2 separate regions of the Pan troglodytes genome follow, and region 2 is linked to region 1. The links are chromatin contacts, called in public Hi-C maps. All regions are on one chromosome and are shown on one strand. The core of a region is the stretch at or near the end of the contact, and the rest is flanking DNA. Distances in the headings are between cores, read along the strand shown.

Region 1 (5,256 bases), core at 1,550-4,049:
CTGACAGGCGGACAAGTTCAGGTTAGAAAAGAGAGTCCCCAGAGCCCGGACTGCCTTGTGGAGGGCTGACCCCTGCAGCAGAATGGGTAGCAGGGCTCAGGGGAAGGCACAAAGAAGGGAGAATGAGTAACTAGGGACAGAGGCAAGGTGCAAATGGGTCCCATAGGCTCACTTTCCTGCCCTAAGGACTGGGACACCTTTGTCCCTCATTTTCCCCAGGCCCCGGTTCAATTTCAACTCCCCAGGATATCAGTGACCAAAGCCCCATGGGGCCAAAACTCACAGCTGAGCTAGGGAAAACCTTTTGAAACTTAACTTTGTCCAGTCAAGGCAAAGTCCCTTAGGTGGCTCTCAGTTTGTCCATCTATAAAATGGGTACTGCTCACCAGGCCTCCAGACTCTGAAAAGCAGATGTGGTCCAATCACCACAGGTTGAGGTGACGGGAAGGAGGCAGGGGAGGATGATTGCAGCTGAGCCATGGGTTAGTACAAGGGTGTCCCCAAAGGACAAAGCCTCCAGAATGCACCTTGGCCCTTGCCATACACCACAGTGACCCAGGACCTCGTGACACCCTCTAATCAGCAGCTCTACAGCCGAGCCCGGCTTTACAGCTTACCACAAGCTTATTCAGCCTCATCTCCCTCAATCCCCTCAAGGACGTAGTGAGGCCGGCACTGGTGTCCTTGCTGCCCAGGCAGCCAAGCTGAGGCTCAAAGAAACCAAGGGAATCAACCAAGGTCACCCACCCATTAAAACAAAGCATAGGACTTAAATCAGTTCCCTGGGGACAAGCTCCTACCTCTGGTCCCTGGTTTACTCTATAACCAGTCTGCCCCACCCATTTTACAGGTAAGGAAACCGAGGCAGAAAAAGGGTTGCCCAAGGTCAACTGGGGGCTGAGCCAGGCCTAACACCTCCCACCTTCTACCAGTCCCACCCTGTTGGGGGTTCTTAGCCGTGCTAGGCCCCCTTTGGATCCTCTCCAACACCATCTTGATGAAATTCCTCCCCCACCCCACCTCCTCATGCCCACCCCACAATCCCTGGGTGACTCCCTGGTCGAGAGGGAGGCAGGTGGTTGCTAAGCACTCACCCGCTCTCTCTCTCTCATAAAAATAAACTCCTTCTGGCTAGGAGACTCTGGACAAGATCCCCTCCCTTCTAGCCAACAAAAAATTAAAAAGAAAATTTAAAAAGATCTCCTCAGTGACATTTACTTGAACGTCAGCTGTGCCAAAGCGGGGGCCAATTTACTGAAGTCCAAATGGAGCCATGCGCCAGTAAACCTCAGCCCGAAGACCCTCCATTCAAGTGTCTGGGCAATTACTGAGCTGATTTATTTCCCCAGACAGGAAACGGGGGCCCAGGCTGCCTCCCAAGCTTTTGGGGCTGGTCCTGGGGATGCCGGGATCTGGCAGAGGCCCAACAGTGACCAAAATAGCCAGGCCGGTGGCCCTGCCCGGCACACACCTCCCTGCCTGGGAGAGCTGCCCACAGGTCTCCTCTCCAGTCCAGGCTGAAGTCCAGGCTGAAGCTTTGAGGCTGTAGGAGGAGGTCCCTGGAATTCTCTCTGTCTGGCTTCCCTAGTGGGAGGGGAACGAGAATCTCCTACTCAAAAGAGGAACCCACAGAAGGAAGAGAAATAGTCTGGAGGAGGAAGTGTCCTGCTGGCCCTGCCGGCTGTCCACTACCCCTTGGCTGCCCCTCCGGGCCTTGGTCCCACCACTCAGGACTGCTGGACGCTGGCGCTGCCACCTGCACACCACCTATGGAGTGCATGCACCTATGGAGCCACGCTGCCCTATCACCTCTCCCCACTCAGCGCCGGCCCTGGAGAACCAGCTCTGGCCATTGGACCCTCTAGGCACCAGGGACACCCTCTTGGGTACAGCCGAGGACACACGAGTGCCCACAACCAGGGACCTGGAGACACAACCACACTCAGGGACACGCACGTGCACCTAGCCAGGGCCTGGAAGACGCAGCCCCCCACACACAGATTCATGCAGACACAAACGGGGACACACAAGAGCACACATCCAAAGACAGCACACTCAGGTATCACACACAGAGAGGCACACACACACAGCCCAGCACGCAGAGAATAACAGACATGCACCGGAACACACATGTGCACGCTGCTGGGGACACGGTGAAACAGCCACCCTCAGAAACACAGACACAGGGATACGGAGGCACATGTAGGCATCCTGACGGAGACAGGCACACAGATATGCCACACACACACACACACACACACACACACACACACACACACACTCTCTCTCCTGCCGCCCGCACCAAGAGCCGGAGCCCTTTTGCCGGGGAAACAATAACAGCCCCGCCAGCGGGACTGAGCAGGCGACCCTCGGTCCCTTCCGCGGTGGTGAAAGGGGCGCCGGATGGGCGCACGCGGAGGGGAGGAGGCCGGGACTGCGGCGACGCGGGGATGGGGAGGGGCTGCAGACGGCGGGCAGCGCCGGCTGCGCGCCCAGCTCCCGGTCCCTCCGGTACCTGGGGTGGCTGCGGCGCCGCCCGCGCTCTGCTCGGCTGTGCCGGGTTCCGCCGGCCGGGGGCTGCCTGCCCGCTCGCTCTCTGACCCGCTGGGTGAACGCTCCGCACTCCCTCTTGGCGCAGCTTGTCCTCTGGGCTTGCGGTCCTCGGGGCTCGGCGTTGGCGGCGGCGCGAAGGAAGCGGTAATTTATAAGCGGCTTCTTCCTGACCTCGCGTGTCTGTTGTCTGAGCAGGCAGCTCTCAGCATCACCCATCCTGCTGGGTGGAAAAATACCAGCTCGGCCGGGCCGGGGGCGGGGCCGGGGCGGGGCCGGGGCGTCCAGCCCCGCCCCAAGTGCGGACACACGCGCGCACACACACACATGCACACACATACACGCATACACGCACGCGCGCATGGGCTCGGACACACAAAGAACCCGGGCTCGCCGAGCGCGCGCGCACACCCTCATGCCGCGCGGCGAACGTTCGTTGCCAGGTGCGGCAGCCCGCCCTGGGCGCCTCCTGCCTGCGGAAGAAGAGCAGGACAGACCCGACCCGACCCGCCTAGTCCTCTCCTTCACAGCAGCCTCCAAACTCCACCGCTCGCCTCTTCCGCCAGGCTCCTAGGATGAGGCCCAGGGCTCCTGGAGCAGCCAGGTGCAAACCAGACCGGGCTCGCAGTCCACTGCGTTCCCCTGGGCGATCGTCCACGTTCTGGGAGACTCGGTATGCCCCGGGAGGGTGGCCTGAGCTTGTGGTGTGAAGCCAGGTACAGAGCTCCAGAATCCTGGCCTTGCCATGGCTGTGTGACCCTGGGCAAGTGACTCACAATTTCTGTGCCTCAGTGTCCTCATCTATAAAATGGAAAGGAAAATAGTAGCGCTTGTCTCCTCTGGCTGTTATGAAGATCCAAGGTTAACAGCGTAGAAGAACTCGGAACGCACCCGGCATCTAGGAAGTGCCAAGCCAGTGTCAGCTAATGTGACTATTTTTAAATGGAGATGGGGAGTGTGCCATTATTCTTGTCCTTATTTGAATGAACGGGCCCTCAGGGACCATTTTCCACTGCCCCGCCCTGGCAGCATGCCAGGGAAACGCTGTGAGAACCCCGAACCCCAGCCTTCTCCTGTCTTCCCTCTCTCTGTCTCTCTCAGCACCTGGGAGGCGGGGAGGAGAGAGCCGATCCTTCCACCATTTACACGGAGAATAAAAGAAGAAATACCGGCCAGGCGCGGTGGCTCATGCCTGTAATCCCAGCACTTTGGGAGGCCGAGGGGGCAGATCACCTGAGGTCAGGAGTTCGAGACCAGCCTGGCCAATATGGCGAAACTCCGTCTCTACTAAAAGTACAAAAATTAGCCTGGCATGGTGCCGGGTGCCTATAATCCCAGCTACTCAGGAGGCTGAGGCAGGAGAATCCCTTGAACCCGGGAGGCGGAGGTTGCAGTGAGCCGAGATCACGCCACTGCACTCCAGCCTGGGCGACAAGAATGAGTCTCAAAAAAACAAAGAAGAAGAAGAAGAAGAAATACCACTCAGGCCAGGATCCCTGCCTGGAAGGGCTCTGCAGCCGCTCTCCCTGTACAGCCCCAGGATGCTAAGGAGCATCCCGAAGTGACACTGGCTCTCCCTGGAGGCCCCTGCTGTCGGACTCCAACCTGACCTTCCAGTGGGTGCTCCTCATACTGGCTCCAGCCAAGACAGACGAGGACCACTGGGCACATGCCCTTCCTTGCCTTCCTGTCACCCTTCCCACCCTTCTCTGCTGGCCCCAGGTGGCCCCTTCCTCCAGGAAGCACCTGGGGATCAGCAGTGCCTCTAGGGTCCCAGTGGCCCACGTGACATCTGCTTCTGGCCACCTGAGCACTCTCCTTTGAGTTCAGGGTCACTGTACCCTTTTATAGGTGAGAAAACGAAAGCTGAGGAAGAGGAGTGACTGGGTCTCCCATATCCCTCTGCTTCAGCTATGAGGTTCCCTCATGAACTGCAGGAACAGACGTCAAGCAAAAACTCCTCAGACGCCCTGTGCATGTGTGGTCGCACAGGGCACAAAGGCTGAAGCAAAGGGGCAGGTCCTAGCGTGGGGAGGGGACTCCAGGATTGAAGTTTGAACCAAAAGGAGGCTTTGACTAAGCCACGAGCAGTGAAGCCGGCAGAAGAGGAAGCAAGTTCTAGCAGAGGTGCCTGCCGTGCAAAGGCCTGAGAGCAAGGTTGTTGGTGGCAGGGCTGAGCTTGAGGGTCTGAGAGAGTGAGCAAGGGCAGTGGCTGTGGGAGAAGGGAAGAGTTGTGTGTTCAGAGCTGCAATTTGGAAAGGCCCATGGGATCCTTTGACCTCCAGGTAGGCCAGCGGAGCCTCATGCAGGTAGTGCCAGCGCAAGACACATGAGTGAACCATCTATCCAGTTACCAGCTCCATGAGGGATGGGATCTGTTCTTTTGCCTCCATCAACTCCTGGAGTCTATCATAGGCCTGACACACAGTAGGTACTCAATAAGGGTTTGCTGCATTTATTTTAACGTACTTTTCTTTTTCTTTTCTTTTTTTTCTTTTAAAACGGAGTTTCGCTCTTGTTGCCCAGGCTGGAGTCCAATGGCGCAATCTCAGCTCACTGTAACCTCCGCTTCCTGGGTTCAAGTGATTCTCCTGCCTCAGCGCCGCTAGTAGCTGGCATTACAGGCATGCGCCACCACGCCTGGCTAATTTTGTGTTTTTAGTAGAGATGGGGTTTCTCCATGTTGATCAGGCTGGTCTCAAACTC
Region 2 (5,256 bases), core at 1,572-4,071, 72 kb before region 1:
AGGGAAAAGACGAGCAGGAGGCTCTCAAGAGGGATCCAAGAGAAGAGGCTGCTTTTTTGACCTCTGACTCATGTGTCTGCCGAAGGGGTTTTGAACCTAAATTGCCACTGAATTATAGCAAACCTGCAGCTCAAACACTTAAGCTTCAAAAGGAGCTAAAAACAAAGGTTCTTTCCTTTTTTGAGATGGGGAAATTAAAGACAGGAAGGTCAGTGTCGCTGTGAATCAGGGCCAAGACCAGCACAAACCCCCATTTCTCAGTTCCTGGCGCTTCCGGAGAACACTGCCCTTCTCCACCAGCCTCTTCAGCCCTCCCTTGCTTAACAGCTGTGTGATTGGCTTCTCCGAGCCTCACTTGCCTCTCCGTGAAATGGGAGGATCTTGCCCACTTGGCAGGGATGTTGAGAAAGATTTGAAATTATTAGAGTAAATCTGCAAGTGGGAGATAACTGTTAACCCATGTCAGCGGGCTGGGCGAGCTCTTTGGGTGCAGGAGGAGTGGGTTCCAACTCTCATCTCCTCTCATAACTTGTTAAAAAAACCATGTCCCGGCTGGGTGCAGTGGCTCACGTCTGTAATTCCAGCACTTTGGGAGGCCAAGGCAGGCAGATCACCTGAGGTCAGGAGTTCGAGACCAGCCTGGCCAACATGACAAAACTCTGTTTCTACAAAAAAAAAAAAAAAAAAAAAAATTAGCCAGGTATGGTGGCACATGCCTGTAATCCCAGCTACTTGGAAGGCTGAGGCAGGAGAATCACTTGAACCCAGGAGGCAGAGGTTGCAGTGGGCCAAGGCTGCGCCACTGCACTCTAACCTGGGCGACAGAGCAAGGCTCTGTCTCAAAACAAACAAAAAACCATGTCCCTCTTGGGTAGCCTGGATGGCAACAGGCATCTGCCTCCACATGGCTGACTCCTCTACCCTGTCTCACCAAGAAAGGCGCAGCAGTATGATGGCTCTTAGGCCAGACGGACTGTTCCCGCCAATGGTAGGAACCCCTGATGAGTCAGGGTGACACCCCCTGCTCCCTTGCCCAGGACGGAATAACATCAGCGGGAGGCCTCTGCCTCTGGGCTGTAGATCTCCATACTTCCAACAGGAGGAAGTTATTTTGGGGGAATTCAAGGGGAAGGCCAATTGGGACAAACTAGCAGGTAAGAGATGGTTTCTGCAGACAGGCAGACCTGGCATCAAGCCCTTAACTAGCTGTGTGGAGCCTTGGCTAAGTTCTTGGTCTCTCTAAGTCTCAGTTTCCTCAGCTATAAGAAGGGTAAAAATAGTACCCAGGCATCGCAACACTGCAGCTTAAGGAGTTCATGTACAAAAAGCCAGGTGCAGGGCCGGCAGGAGGGCAAACTGGGGAGTTAGGAGTCAGTGTTGAATGGGGACAGAGGTTCCATTTGGGAAGAGGAAAAAGTTCTGGAGACGGATGGTGGTGATGGCCGCGCAATGTCTGAAGGTACTAATGCCACTGAACTGTGCACTTAAACCTGGTTTAGATGGTAAATGTGGATCACCCCAAACACACGCACACACAGAAGCCTGCCATGAGGACCGGCACCCAGGGAACACCTCTTACGGCAGAGGGCTCTGATCCTGTCACAGTGCTGGCAGTGGGTGAGGCACACTGCTGGCATCTGCAAAACCTTCCCCATTTCCCCAAGTTCACAAAGCAAAGAGATACAAAAGAGGAAGCCCCACCTGTGCCATCAGATTCCCATCCTGGTTCCCTGGGACATGGGGCCTGGGAGACCAGTGACTTAGGTTCGATTTCTACCCTTGTCCCTGGCAGGTCATCTAACTGCTCTGAGCCTTGAGTTCCTCGCTCTGCAAAGTAGGAGGAGTGGCTGTGAGAGCCCACCAGATTCTCTCCGTGTGCCACTGACACGGGGCCTCCCTGAGAGATGCGTGTCCTCCACCAGGCCCCACTTCCTGGGGAGAAAATCTAATGAGTGACCACCTCCACCTGCTCAGGGAGCCGTTTCCAAAGCCCAAGTGGCCTATTTTGGGCCCATGAAGATGTCATGCCTTGTCATTTATTAACCTCTGTTTTTGTTTTTTTCTTTCACTTAGAGCTCTGGAAGAAGTTATAAAAGCCATTTGCTTGGGGCCTCTGAAGGCCAAACTCATTAACTAGGAATGATTAATGGAGTCCTCCTGCTTGTTTATTCAGCTCAAGTCTATCAACAACTGCAGAAGTATTTTGTTTTCCGTCTCCCTGATGTTTTCGTTCTGTCTTCTCTGCTAATCCTGCCCCCTTCTCTGCCAAATCCCCTGCTCTGCTCTTGACCTTGCTGGCTGGCCGCCTCCTCTCTCTGGACTCACCCTCCTCTGCTTGACCTTCAGAGACTTTTCCCCTACCAGGTTCTGGGGACCCACTTGGGACAATGACTCTGAAGACTTTGGCCCCCGGGGAGGGGGACAAAGGGCTCTCCCACCCTGGCTGCAAGCTCCAACCTCTCAGGGGGTCTCAGTTGCTCAAAGGCTTCCCAAGAGGCATTCAGACCTCCAGACCCAGACTACACAGTCTACATCCTACCTGCTTCTCAGTGGCCCACCTGCATGGCGCTGCCTGAGGGGCTCATGCTGGGCTGGGGACACTACCAGCCTGTCCCACACGCCATAAATCCCTACTCCTGGAGTCATGCCTGTGCTCTGAACTGTTGTTTCAACAAGACCCTGTCAAAAATACACCTATTTCCAGGGAAAGGGGCCCAGGAGCTCAAGTGAATTGTCCTCCGAGCACTGCTGACTACCCCACACTAGGCACTGGCTACTCTACAGCCAGATGCAGCCACTCATCGGCTCTCACTGGCATTCCCTGGCCATGAGTCACCTTCTAGTGGAGGCCTGAGCCCTGAAGGGGTGGGATGCGGGGTTTAGAAGTGCAGGAAAGAACCTCAGTGGAGACAAGAGTCCTGCCTTGGGAGGGGAGAAGCCAGGACAGCCAGAGGTCAGGGCGGGTTTGAGCGAGGCTCCCGGCCTGTGCGGTGTAGAAAGCACGGGAGGGAGCCAATGCCCAGCCCCTCGCACGCTCCAGGGAGCACAGAATCCTGAGTGTGGCGTAGGCTTCTCCTGGGCACTTGCAACTGATTACGATGGCCCAGACAATGATCAGCTCACACAGAAATGTGGGTCCCTTCTCCGAATCGCCCATCTGCCATGTCCTCCTGTGCCCTGCCGACACTCCACTGGAGCACATCATGACTTATTGAGTCATGACCTCCAATTCGTCATTTGTGGCTTGACTGTAACCACAAGCCCTGGTGTCCCTGTCATAACCCACCCACTCCGAGAACCTCTGGATGCCCCTCTGCTAGCAGACAATGTGCCATGCCACGTCTTGTTTGCACTCCATTAGGCTAAATAATTATCTTGTTCAAATGCACTTTCTGGGGACGCAGAGCTTTTTCTATTCCTGGTGTCCTGGAGGAACCCTCACAGCTGAAGCACTGGAAGTCTGACTGGAGGGGGGAAGGGGGTTGACCACCTCCCAGGTGGGATAAGGAGGCTTTCCCAGAGTCAGGTTCCCCACAGGGGCAGTCGCCCCAGGGCTATCCCTTATACGCACCTGGCTATCCAGTCCAAGCAAGAGAAGCATAATAAAAAAAAGAATGGACCAAAACGTGGGCAGCGGCATCATTGTCACAGCTTTTGGGTAGGCAATGAAGGCCAGGCCAGGACCTAGAAAGGAAAGAAAACGGGGAGGGGCACAGGGGAGGAGACATCAGCCACCAAGCCACTGGGAACCCTGGGCTCACACAAAGACACTCAGACCCAAATACAGCAGGGAGCCAGGTCTGAACTCTGGCCTGGGGAAAGAGACCAGGCCTGTCTCGCTTTTGGGTGGGACACGCTGGGGCTCAGGAGGGGCCCGGTTTTAGCATCTGTCTCCTACACAGCACACGTGGCCTCCTCACACACCAGCATCCATCGGGGCGTGGTTATTTGGGGTAGGATGCAGACTGAGCCCAGGGCTCGGTCTGCAGAGACAAAGGAAAGGGAGGATCCTCCCACCCCAAAGCAAAGCCATCGAGTGGACAGCCTTTGCTGGAAGGAGGCGGGGGAGCGTGGTGGTGACCTGACCGCCCAGTCTCCTTTGCAAAGGGAAGGTTTCTATTTTTGAGTTAATGGCTAAAACACCATAGGAGTGGAAAGAAAAACCAATACAAAACCATGCCCAACAGGAGGTCTGTCTCTTCAGGGGTGCATCTGTGGGGCTCTCCCTGGCAAGGTCAGAGCCAAGCCCACGAGGTCAAGGTTGGGCCAACCAGGGCCCAAAGCTGAGGGAACATGGGTGCAGGGGCAAGGTCCCAGGCCTGCATCCAAGTCATCCTCTTCCAATTTCCTTTTTGAATCACCCCATACCCTCTCAGGGCCTCAGTTTCCCCACCTGAAAAGTGAGGGGCAGGTGGCCATAAATGACTCACGAGGAGCCTTCCTGTGTTTAGATTCTCAGAGGTAGACACCATGTCACTAGAAAAGGGCTCTGGGTTTCAAAAGAGGGGACTTGGATAGAACCTGAGGGAGAGCTGGGGAGATGGGAGCTCTGTCAGCTCAGGGGATGTCTCTGATGGGAGACATTCCGGAGACAGAGAGAAATGTCTCCTCCTGTCTCCAGCCTGCCTGAAAGCAGATGCCAACGGAAAGAATTTAGTTGTTAACTGAGACCTGTGGGTCTGAGAAGCGAGGGCAGCAAAAGAAAGTAAAATCTACAGCTAAAAAAAAAAAGTCAAGAAGCAGGAAACAAAAAGGGCCAGAGCAGGAGCTGTTCAGCAGGGATTAGAAACCAGACGAATGGCTCAAGAATGAAAAACAAAAAGCAAAACCCAACTTTACAATAAATTGGAACCAGAAACCACGTTATACTGTGTTAACACCCCCAGTGTGGCAGGGAAGGGTGTGTCCTTTTACAATCCAGAGAAAACCTGACCAAAATATATCCTTGGGCAGCGACAGAGTGGTTGGTCACTGAGATGCTGGAGACCCCCACCAGGAGCAGGGGTTACCAAGCCCAAAACTGCTCAGAACATGCCCAAAAGAACCAAGGCCAGGTTCAGAAAAATATGGACCCCAGGACCCAGTGAGATGACTTTTGAATCAAAGTTGAAGTTGGAGTCAAAAGCCGCGGCGTTTCCACCCAGACCGGGGCCCCGCTGGTCCCTACAGAACGTCAGCGTTGGCCCTGACTGGTCCACACTGAATGAGGAATCGAGTCCAGCCAGCTGCAAGACAGATGCAAAATGGGCCCCCACA

Evidence for each region. A called contact is a pair of places that touch in the nucleus more often than the background predicts.
Region 2: a contact with region 1 is called in a Hi-C map of stem cell-derived neural progenitor cells, with 4 times the contacts expected there. The contact joins the enhancer-like site here to the promoter of SLC6A6 in region 1. A contact is called at or near these places in 2 of 7 Hi-C or Micro-C datasets (blood and stem cell-derived neural progenitor cells) and 1 of 1 other capture datasets (stem cell-derived neural stem cells).

The regions. Positions count from the first base shown.
Region 1 is chr2:18,399,817-18,405,072 of NHGRI_mPanTro3-v2.0_pri, reverse strand. It overlaps SLC6A6 (solute carrier family 6 member 6), which reads right to left and starts at 2,799. Exons shown (of 15, transcript XM_016940534.4): 1 at 2,516-2,799.
Region 2 is chr2:18,471,371-18,476,626 of NHGRI_mPanTro3-v2.0_pri, reverse strand. It overlaps SLC6A6 (solute carrier family 6 member 6), which reads right to left. Exons shown (of 15, transcript XM_016940534.4): 10 at 3,572-3,684. Among named protein-coding and RNA genes, the nearest start is that of SLC6A6, 72 kb to the right of the region's middle. Within about 2 kb of position 2,821, at least 3 of the 24 cell types and tissues checked have an H3K27ac peak or open chromatin away from gene starts, as enhancers often do. A contact at or near this core is called in stem cell-derived neural progenitor cells and stem cell-derived neural stem cells, where this site is marked.